Regions from separate parts of the Gasterosteus aculeatus genome. Here all the other regions are linked to region 3. The links are chromatin contacts, called in public Hi-C maps. All regions are on one chromosome and are shown on one strand. Each heading gives the region's core, a stretch centred on a gene start, on an enhancer-like site or on the middle of the called end of the contact. The rest is flanking DNA. Distances are from core to core; before and after follow the strand shown.

Region 1 (3,519 bases), core at 1,018-3,517, 98 kb after region 3:
TTATGTATGTTATTCCAATTCTTAGACACGTGGATGTATACTGTATATGTCCACACACAGGATCACATGATCTTTTCACTCTGTCTCTCTCCTCCTTGTCCTCCCTCCTTTTCCTCCGCACAAACACAAGTCCGCACACTGCCTCCTGAATCCCTGGGTGAGCTTAAAGCGCTGCAGTCCGTTGGGCGTTTCAGACTGCCCTAAATATATCAGAGACTTTGATGCCAGTGGGCTTTAAACGTCCCTCACTGATCCTCGACGTCAGGATTCTGGTGCACTCAATCACTTCCAGCCGAGTTTATCAGCAGGATTTAATCACTCGGGAAGAGCTAAGTTTGTGTACCACATTTTGGCAAATTTCTCTGTTGAGCTGTGATGACCTCAATGAAATACTTGTCTCTAGTTCTAATTTGATTTATCTGCATCTACTTATAAAGTTTGGGGCACTAGCTTGACATTTTTAACTGTGGGATGATTATGAGACTACAGCCAGCGGCCTGTTAGCTTAGCTTAGTTTAGCAAAGAAACTAGGAGAAGGGGGCAGACGCCTTGAACGGCTGTCCATCTGCAGGCTGTCAAATTAACACGGAATGTCATTTGAACATATGTGTGGTTTTTACACTTTTAATATTTTGTATTTATCTGTGAGATGGTGTTGGGCAGCAGGTTTTGTTAGCTTCTGAAAGAGCTAGGCTAGTGTTCAGGCTAAGCTAACCGGCCGCTAGCTGTGGTCGTCTTTGCCGTGCAGACATGCCGGCAGAGCTGAGCGTTTCCTCCCGCTTTTGGTAAGAAAGATGAATAACCATGAACCACTGCTTTGATGCTGTCGCGTGTCTTCTAACGCCTCAGTTTGGTCCTCTTCTCTCTCCCCAGCATACTCCACGCCAGGCGCCACAGCTCCCAACAGGTTTGTCGGCATCGGATCACGGGACAACAACTTTCTGAACATCCCGCAGCAGACGCAGGTAGGAGCCCAGACCAACTGCGGGGGGGAAAAAACTCCTTTACCGGACGGACGTTGGTGGAAACATATTTGTAATTCCCTCGCCCCCTGAAAACCGGCTGGCGTGTTTTCCTGCGCCTCTCCTTCCACGCCGCCCCACAGGCGCGTGCACTCGTGCATCTGCATTTCTCGGCCCCGTGCGCGCGTTGCCATATGTGCTCGCCTTGTTTACTCGGCACATGTTGCGCCCGAGGGCCGTCTCCCTCGCTGCCCGTTTTCTCTCCCTCTCCTGGCTCCCTCCCCGCTTTCCCCTCTCCTCCCCTGCCTCCCTATTATTAACTTTCTCCCGCTCTGCCTTGCACTTTCTCCCTCTCACAGCCTTCTCTGTATCTTCCCTCCGTTACCACCGGTAATTTTTTCATTAGCGTCCGACCACACCCACCTTGAGCCAACTCAGCCCCGAGCTCTGCTCCGGAACACATGGAAACCATCTGAAACCGCTCCGTCGATCCCCCCCGTTCCTCCACACGTTATTGCCCTCGCTCTCTCCCTCTCAAGCTATTTCACTCCCCTCGTCGTCTTCTTGCCCTGCACTGCTTTCCCTCCCGACCTTCATCCCGTCACCTTCGTTGTGTCTCGTGTAGATCGCTCTGTCCTACACGACTCAACGCCCCATGTGGCCGAAAGTAGGCGAACCCCCCGGACACCCGAGGATGTCACCACAGAACGCCTCGCTCTGAAAGAACGACCACCTGAAACGGCTTTTAGCCAATAAAAAGGCTCTTCCAGCTTTGCGACAGATCTCTCCGTCAGCAGCGAGAGACTCGCAGCGAGGTCGACCTCCGGCGTTTAGACGACGAGGCCTTTCGCAGAGGCTTAAATATCACCATGGTCACCTCCATCCAAACCAAGAAAAACACACCAAAACAATACGGAGCATCTACATACTTTTTGCCAGTCCGTGCTTTTTTTCTGAATGCGCTCACTGATGCTCAGCACTGAGTGGGACACAATGTCTGGTTTGACTTTTGGAGGCAGAGCCAAAACACACAGCATTAATAGTTAGCATGTGCCTCACAAAAGAGATTGATGGGCCAATAAAAAGAAATGATAGATCACCAGACAAAAGAGCGTGTCAGCATGTGTGCATGTGGTGACTACGGGACAGCCGAGGATCTCGCTCGCTCTCTCTCGTTCGCTCTCGTTCTCTCCCGGCTGACATCAGTTGGCTCCGTGTGCCCTCTGGTGGCAGATGTGAGGCCCTGCGAGCCGGAGGAGGTTGGAAACGAGACACCTATGGTGGGGTGGAGATGGAGGGAGCGAAGCGGACAGAGTTTCGGCCCCCAACAGAAGTCACGTCCCGGCCGTCTCGTCACCCAGGGCAACCAGACATGATGTCATAGCCAGTTGATCTTGAAATTGAGGAGAGGGGTGCACTTCAGAGAGGGAGGGGCGGGGGGGTGGGGGGGGCAGGAAAGAAAAGAGGGTGGTCACTGTCTGCTGCCAAGGATTTAGTCGGAGTGTTTCACGGGAGACGGATGGATTGTGTGTGCAGGAGAGAGAACGCGAGCAACCAAGAAGGGAGAAGTTACAATGCCCAAGGCCTGCTGGGACAGTGCCCAGGGGGGGCAGGAGGCATAAGGGCCGGGCAAAGGGGGAGAGGGGGTCAAACAAAAGGCCGCAGAGGAGTTTCCGAGGCTCGACTGGTAGAATGTTGGCGTACCAGCACATGGCGCCGTATCCCGCAGGCCAAGCAGCCTACTTCATACAAGCAAGTCCAGTACGACACCACCGACCACTGCGATGAGTACAGATGTGTCAGGACCAAGTGTTGGATTGCATTGGTGTTCTTCAAAGTGGGGGCTCAATGGATGGAAGGCAGGATTCGGACGGTGAATTATTATTATAGATCTATAAAGAGTATAAAGGTGACCTTTGGGGTATCACGATTCTTTTAGCATCTGCCTTGGCTTTCATTGTCAATGTTTTTATTTTTACAAATAAACATTTAGTAAGAGGAGGGGCTATTAGACAGGTGTACCACGCAGTTACTAGTTTTGATACTAACATGACCCCCCCCCCCTTTTTTTCTTCTACAGTCTTGGTTCCTCTGACAAGATCTGTGCACAGACCCACAACTACAATTCTTTCTTTACAAACGGATTTAGAAAACAGTCGTCCTCCACCCAACGACCGGCCCAACCCCAGCGCTATTCCAGGACCCCCCCCCCCGGACACAAAAAACACAACCAAGCGGCACAGGAAAAACCACAGCAGCACGGCTTTCTTTAGAGAAACTCTGGACTCATTTATCCTGTCGGCAGTGACGAGACGTTTTTTCCCGGATCAACGGAAAAGATGAACGGAAGGACGAGGGAGAGGAAGAGGACGCCAGGATGAAGAAGGGTCAACGGGGGGAAACGGCAGCAAAGCAGCTCTCTCCTTTCAAAGAAGTTAAATAGAATCACAAAACACCACCGAACCATCAGCGACGCGGGAGGAGCCGGGGAACAGGAGAACGGTCAGCTTCTCCCAGCACACGTTGTGTAGACGAGCGGGGGGGGAATCGAAAAACA
Region 2 (3,571 bases), core at 322-2,821, 70 kb after region 3:
CTAATGTGGCGTCTTACCGCACACGCAACGGAGGGATGAGGACAAGATGGGGACAAGATGAGGACAAGATGGGGACAAGATGAGTCGGGGGTTAACGCCAGGGACGGACGCCGCGTCTCGCCAAAAGGCGGCCGAGGACGCCCCACTCGATGTGCGGCGCGTGAACGTTTGAACCACCTCATGTGGGAAAGAAGGTCCTCAGCCTTTGAGCGACAGGCGAAGGACAGCTGGACACATGTGCAGAGCCCCCGTCCCCCTCGGCTCCGTTCCCCGCACCCCCCTCCCGCCATATTCCTGATGCGTTTTACTGGTCTTCCCGGGTTTTTAACGGGCTTTTGCGGCCCCGGCTGCAGCTGCAAAAGAGCGCAGGGGCGTGTGGCCGGGGAGCGGGGGTAGTGGAGGATGGAGGGGGAGGGAATTGAGTCATGAAATGAGGACCATATTTTCCATGCCGCACTCAAAGGAGGACTTTCCATTTTTCTTCTCTCTCTCTCTCTCCCTCAGAGAAGTGCTGCAGCTGCTCATCAGTACTTGTCTGTTTGTTTGTCTGTCTCTGCCCCCCCCCCCCACCTTTGCCCCCCCCCCCTCATTTTTTAGCTCATTTGAACTTTTATTTTTTCGTCACGCTTTTTATTTCTTTATTTTCCACTGCGCAGCATATCTGCTTTTGATTAAAGTCAGAGGCGGGTGGTGGGCGGTGGGTGGGGGTGGGTGGGGGTGGGGGGATTCCCGCCCTCTCTCGCAACTGTAACTAACAGACACGCCATTTCATTTTCCGACCCCCCGACCCCCCGACCCCCCGACCCTGACTCCGCTGTTTCCGCAGCAGCTTGTTTAGGCCACGCGGCTCAGTGAAGTTGTCGAGCCCCCTCGTGCCGGTACGGGGGCTCCCGTCTGTGTTCTGACCGTTTTGCCCCCCCCCCCCCCCTCCTCCTCCCTGGCCACCGCCAGGCGCACTGCTGCAGCCGGGAGGGGGCCGCGGAGCATCTGTTTACAGCTTCTCCTTCTGCAGCGTGAGATAATGACGGCCAGAACCAGCCCACAGTAAAATAAACGCGCTGGCACCTCCCGGCTGCCGGCCGGCGCTCTGTGCACGCGCTCACAGAGGGGGGGGGGGTCCTGAAGAGGCCCTTCTGGATAAATACACACCCGGCTTGTTTGAGTGGATGAACGCGCCTCCCAAACGCCGCCGGTACAAATGTGCCGCGTGCAGAAAGATGGCAGCCCCCCCCTCCCATTCCCATTCCACCCCCCACTCTGGGGTCAAAGCCCTCGACCTTATAGGAGTAGTTTATTTTACTCGTAAATCCGAGTATGTGCAGCATGTGAGTGATATATGGAAATGAAGCGTGTGCTTCAACCTGCCTGGGATACCAGATGGGGGGGGGGGATTATTACTTTCGATCCGGGTCAAGAAGGGTCGGCATTCACAGAGTAAAGCAAATTACATTTTAAATGATTTCCAGTGGCTTTTCCAGCGTTTTAAAGATTAGATTACTGGTGTATTTGTACATAAACACAGTATGGTACACATATACTGTATTTGTCTGCACTGCTGGATTGGGTGAAGTAAAATGGAATATTCCACTGATGTGACCTAAATATCAAGGTCATAGTTCAAACAGCAGTGAGTGCACATTAGCATGACATTGCGTCCTGCTGTCGTGTGGCTAATTAAAGGTTAGCATGCTAACAGAGTAACAGGTGCACTGGTTGACACATTTAACTCGACGTGAAATCTCATTTAATAAAAACAAACTTTAGCATTAGCATAACTGGTTATTTCAAACTGCCATGGGAGTCATTTCTGCCTACAAAGCCCCTCGTGTGCGTCTGAGGCGGCGCGAGACTGAGCTCAGACGCTCACTCGCTCCCGTCAGTAAGTCACATCACAACAAACCATTCAAGGTACTTCAACCACCTGTGTCCCCCTCCTTTGTTCAAAAACAAGCCCTCGTTGCCTGTTAAAGCAAGTCCACCGCACTGATGCACATGCGTGTGCGTGTGTCGGTGCCCCCGTGTTATGGCTGCAAATCGCTCAGTGTTTTCCCAGCGAGGCCGACGGGAGGCAGAGCCGGCGTGGTGACAGCTGAGACCAAACCAGAGACTGTGGGGGCGTGAAGGGGGGGTTGGTGAATGAAGGCATCGCCGCCTGTCACATGTTACTCGTTTATCCACGGACACACAGGCATTGGCGTGTGCAGACACGGTATACCGGTATAAAGTTTCCGTACGGTATGAATCTCTCACGTACCGTTTATAACGGTGTTACGCCGTAATAGCTGACAATTTATTTTTACTGGTCATCGAGGAGCGTCTAGCGGTCGGAGCTACTCGTCTTACTGGCTGGCGCGTGCGTCTGCGTCTTTACGCGCAGTCGTGTCGACGCACTCGTTTCAATTCATGGTTCTAAAAGTCTTGCGTGTGTTGCAGAGCAATTCACCTCCAGAACAACAGGCGGAGTGACGTGTTTCTGTTGAAGACGACCTACAGAGTCACGTCTTTGTGTGGAAGTCCTTGGTTGGTTTGTTTATTTATCATAGACTTTATTGCCCCGTGCATCGACACTGCTGCTTCTCATCGCGGACACATTTGTCCCGTATTTTTCTCCACAACTTTGTTCCCCTCGTTTGTGGAGATCTCCCTCCATGAATCGGACGCCATCCGCGCGTCCTTATAGTCCGCCAATGACGGCTTGTATAAGCGGCCATATTTACGCATTTCTTCCGACAAAAGCTCTTCAATCTGATTCATTCTCTCATAAACAGTCTTTGTTTTAATAATGGCGCTTTCGATGCAAGCCTAGAAAAATGGGTCGACGCACGCAAGGAGGTGTGAAAAGGCACGCAAGGGACACGCAAGGGGGTCTTGCGTCTACAAGAAGTAACTCTGTTGCTACCTGAAAACACAGAAAAGGGTGATACAGGAGGAAGAACGAGAGACCAGAGACAACACACAACTTGAGCCCAAGAGCGGAGCTGCGTCTGTTTGGAGGGTTTTCGGTTTTGGAAAATCCGACGTAAGTATCAGAAAACGATTTATTGCAAAGTCTGTCGAGTCTCTGGTGGCAACACCAGCAGCCACAACGAGCTAACACGCCAGCAAGCTAACTTGCTGGCTAGTTGTGCGCCAGTTGGCCAGCGAGCGGCGAACAGTCGTCCGCGTAGCCGCTGGCGGAGCTTTTTGGGGTCAATGAATTACTGTGTTTACTTGAAGAAGCAATACTGTCACATATCGACAGAATCTACATATCGTCATGTGGACCTTTGTCCGTACCACACAGCCCTAATGCAGACAGTACATACTACACACGTGGCCGTGCACACACACACCTGTTCCTCATCTGAATCCACTCTCACAGCTCGGCGGGGGCCCTTCAGGCTCCTCGGGGGCCTTAGGAGAACCTTTGCCGCCCACCATCTTACTGTTCTCTTCTTCCTGGTTCCTTGCCGCTCTCTGTTTTTCATAAACCTCTGGCTGAGCTTCAGGCCGGAGTGTGAAAGGCCCCCGTGGTCGGCCCCCCTCCACTGGAACAACCTCCACATTTCATAGCACAGAACCACCGGCAGCG
Region 3 (3,888 bases), core at 736-3,235:
AATAACAAGTGTACAGGTGGGCCCACAAAGGACGTTGCGTTCAAGGGAGTCCAGGAAAGAAAGCCGATAAAGTTACAGCAATGTTGAGGTCAAACATCAAGTCGTTTCAACAAATGAGCATGTTGCCAATATTCACAACATGCACCCCGTACAGTCACAGTCCTGTCGGTTGACGAGACAAAGCCAATAATAATATTGATCGAATGTATCATAAGAGTCGGGGGGTCACATTCATAAATGTCTTATTTTGTTTGTTTTAATCCGATCTACTTTAACATGTAACGGTGCGCATCGGGCCCAACGCCAGTTGAAGGTTCTGCCCCACATGCTGCAGGCCTCGCGCGCACCTTACGAGGCCGCGCGCACACACACACACACGCGCGCGCGCACACAGTTACCACACGCACGTTCAGACGTAGGCTACTGTTTTAAATTATTTATCTGAGATTTCTAAAAACTCATTTTCTCTGTGACCAGAATTGCCTGCAGTTTATTTATGGGTTTAATGCTATCAAAAAAAATATTTGAATGAAATTAAATCAAATGAAGATATTCCAATGCTGATGAGTTGTTATTCTGTTTTCATCCATTTCGGACACCTAAAAAGTCCCAAAGAATTGACAATCATACATTTATATCCAACGTCAACCTGCCCAATTATTCTCATTTTAAAAGCAAATAAAACACATGAGGCCTAAATGGATTATTTTTCATATATTGTATTTTGTGGTAACATTGCAAATGAGGTGTTGGATAATTAATTAATTAATTTTGGACAATTAATATTGTAAATACAAAAGAGTAGTAATTTAATACACATGGGACAACTCTGTTGTATTTAAATTAGGAATTTATTAACACATGTTTCACTCAAAAAATGGTTTTAAAATTCCAGATTATTGATAATTTTCAACGCATAATCTAGTACTGCAAAACTAAAAAAAAAAGTCTTTCGTCCATCATTAGGCCCTAAAACATCCAACATTGAACACTCAAAATGACTCAGAATGATGTATTCATTCTTATTTAAACATTCAGCTCATTTGTATCCTAAAGTAAATATAAAGCGTATAAATGATTTGATTCTCGTTGCTGGAGTAAAAGACGCGGCCTCTGTGAAACATTGAGCGCGTGTGTGTGTGCGCGCGCGCGTGCGTGCGCGTGTCCTCAAGGAGCCGCTCAGTCCAGAAGCTTCGCACTGGTCTTCCTGTGAAGTGATCGAGCTGAACCGGCGGACCCAGACTGCGGCAGGTGCAGCACCTCCTCGGAACCGCCCCGTTTCCCCCGATAACCCGCGGGCCGCGCCTCGGTCGCCTCCATCCGAAACGAGTATAAAAGGTGGAGTTCGGGCCCCTAAAACAAACAGAGATGCAAACAGCTCGACCGTGGATGTGGTTGTGAAACGGTTCGGTTCGGAAGGCGTATCAAGTCTCCTGGCACCCAACTAACAACGCCTCCATATGTATTGTAAAAAATGGACATGAAGTTTTCTGTGAGACACTGAAACTATTTGGGGTTTTCCGAATCTGTAGCAGCGCGCGGTTGCCCCCCCCCCCCCCCCCCCGCCGGTGAGAGCTCCTAATCCCCCGCGTCCACGGTTTACTCTGAGCCCGTCTTTAATTCCTCTAAACCCCCAGCTGCCGCCCTGGTTACTCGCCGAACACGACAGCCTGCGAACCGCTCCAGTTATTAATAATTCACCAGGCCCCCCCTCGTCGCTCCGCGTCCTCCGGCCGCAGGAACCCCCCCCCCCCGCCCCGCACACCGAAAGGACCGGGTGGAGGGCACCGGTCCGGAGCATGCACTAAGCGGTGGTTGTGTCAGTCGGGGTGGGGGGGGGGGGCATCCCCTGCCGCACGAGCAACAGCTGATTCGGGTGAGGCGCGTGGAAGCTCTGAGCTCGCGCTTACTCTCGATGCAAAGCAACTCCCCCTTTGCTTGGCTGCTTCAGGAGGGAGGGAGGGGGTGAGGGGGGGGGGGGGCTGGTCGAGCGTTGATTGTGTCGGTGGCGCATGCTGCAGAAGTGCGGGCGGCTCGGGTGGACGTTACGGTACCGGGACAGAGTCGGAGGGAGGGAGGGAGGGAGGGAGCGAGGGGGAGGGGGGATATTTTTTCTCATGGAGGCATCACGCGGTGAAAGCGGACGTAAACACCTTGCGTGAAGCAGTCGGCGGAGCGGACGACTCGGATTACGCCGCCGCGTGCGCGTCCGCGGCGACTGCAAATAAATACATTAGAGAGCGGGCCGTGTTTTTGGGGGCTGCTTTGCTTCCGGAAGGAGGCCGAGCTGAACGAGAAACCGGGCACTTTTCTCTCTCTCTCTCTCTCTCCCACACACTTTTTTTTTTTTTGGAAGCCGAACTTTTCGAGGGTGGAAAATGCGTCTTTGAGAGGTGCTTGGCACATTTCCCTCCACACCACAATGGTACGTGCCGTGTAAACCAAGTCATTTGCTCATTTGTGCAGTCAGCTTTTCAGATCCATTTAGCTCTCCGTAGATTTGACACGCAGACTTCCTTTCAAAGTTTAGTGGGCTGACACTTATAATTCTAGTGTGTGTTACTGTGTACTGAAGTATCTCATGCGTATCAGTCACCTAGAGTAGTCCTTCCACCTACCCGGATATGGTTCTTGTCACAGTTATTGTGGTTATCTTTTGTAAATACGGGTTGCATGTTATGTATGTTTATTTTATTTTTCTATGTATGTTATGTTGCTGCTATTCACACACAACGCCACTTATTTTTAATGTAGCTGCACAACACGTTGCCGAAATGTGCTTCTGGCCAAATTGGTGTCCAGCTCTCTCAGTTGGAGGACTTTAGTCTCGTCCTTGCGGTGGTCCGTGGACGGGGGGGGGCTATTTATAGCCGCATATATGATACGAGTTATCGCATGTCAAACTGGGCTAGCAGCTCATCAAGAGGCACCGCACGGTTTGTCTTTAAAAAATAAAAATAAATGGTTATACGTAGTGACATGCACGTGGAGAGCCCCCCCCCCCCCCCCCCCCCCCCGCCCCTGCCAGAGTTCCCACATAAAATGGCAAAGTTGGACAGATTTGGAAACCCTAGGCAGCAAGAAGATGGTACTTGTTTTCGGCGCCAAAATCCAAAAATGCGCCCGTCTGATTTGTGCGTAATTACGCACGGGTGATTCGTTTGAGCCAAAGGTTTACGATCATCGGCTCACCACCAGCTTTATCTCGCTAAGTATTTAATATTTGACTTGTGATTTCAGTTCATTTTGAGTTTGAAAAACACTATTATTTTGTTATTATAATTATTTCTTGTTTTTTACCCCTTGGATCTAAATAGCAGATGTGTTCAAATCTGCAAAGCCACAAGCAGAATGTTTTATACAGAGTTATGGAGCTCGCACGTCCTTGACCCTTCAAGCGGATTTTTATTTTTTGGCAAGATCTGTTCCAAGTCAGTCAATAGTTAGTGTAACCTCCCACATGCAACCTTGGAGCTGCTTAAGGTGGTGCGTGGGGCTCCGGTGGGGGGTGGGGGGGGGATCTTATTTGCACATGAATACAGAAGATTATTAGTATAAATAATTATTTGTTTACGAGCATCCTCGCTGACATGGCGGCTGCCCAAGAAGCTCATCGGTAAAAAAAATGAAAAGAAGATACAGAATTCAGGACAGGCCTCACATGGGATTATCTCGACTTGTTATTTTCCCTCTCAGCAACTCACCTCATTTTAAAATAACATTTATCTTTAACGAGTCAGGCTATATTGTGAAATGGTGCCAAGTATCCCAGCTACACGTTGGTGTAGTCAGAATTCACCGGAGGGATTCAGGGATTCGCCAATCAGGTTCAGGGACCCCGGCTCGTGACCTCTGATAACGTGGCACAGCGGGTTACCGGCTCGTAAC

Evidence for each region. A called contact is a pair of places that touch in the nucleus more often than the background predicts.
Region 1: a contact with region 3 is called in a Hi-C map of liver, with 3 times the contacts expected there. The contact joins the enhancer-like site here to the promoter of nfixb in region 3. A contact is called at or near these places in 5 of 6 Hi-C or Micro-C datasets (liver, skeletal muscle, tail fin and 1 more).
Region 2: a Hi-C map of skeletal muscle shows a contact between it and region 3, with 2.9 times the contacts expected there. The contact joins the enhancer-like site here to the promoter of nfixb in region 3. A contact is called at or near these places in 3 of 6 Hi-C or Micro-C datasets (skeletal muscle and whole body).

The regions. Positions count from the first base shown.
Region 1 is chr11:3,983,759-3,987,277 of fGasAcu3.hap1.1, forward strand. It overlaps nfixb (nuclear factor I/Xb), which reads left to right. Exons shown (of 12, transcript XM_078084470.1): 11 at 874-965; 12 at 3,043-3,519. The coding sequence ends at 945. Among protein-coding and RNA genes, the nearest start is that of rad23aa, 15 kb to the right of the region's middle. Within about 2 kb of position 2,268, at least 1 of the 9 cell types and tissues checked has open chromatin away from gene starts, as enhancers often do.
Region 2 is chr11:3,956,365-3,959,935 of fGasAcu3.hap1.1, forward strand. All of the region lies in intron 3 of nfixb (nuclear factor I/Xb), which reads left to right. Among protein-coding and RNA genes, the nearest start is that of LOC144384610, 8.7 kb to the left of the region's middle. Within about 2 kb of position 1,572, at least 1 of the 9 cell types and tissues checked has open chromatin away from gene starts, as enhancers often do.
Region 3 is chr11:3,885,657-3,889,544 of fGasAcu3.hap1.1, forward strand. nfixb (nuclear factor I/Xb) reads left to right here and starts at 1,986. Exons shown (of 12, transcript XM_078084470.1): 1 at 1,986-2,425. The coding sequence starts at 2,423.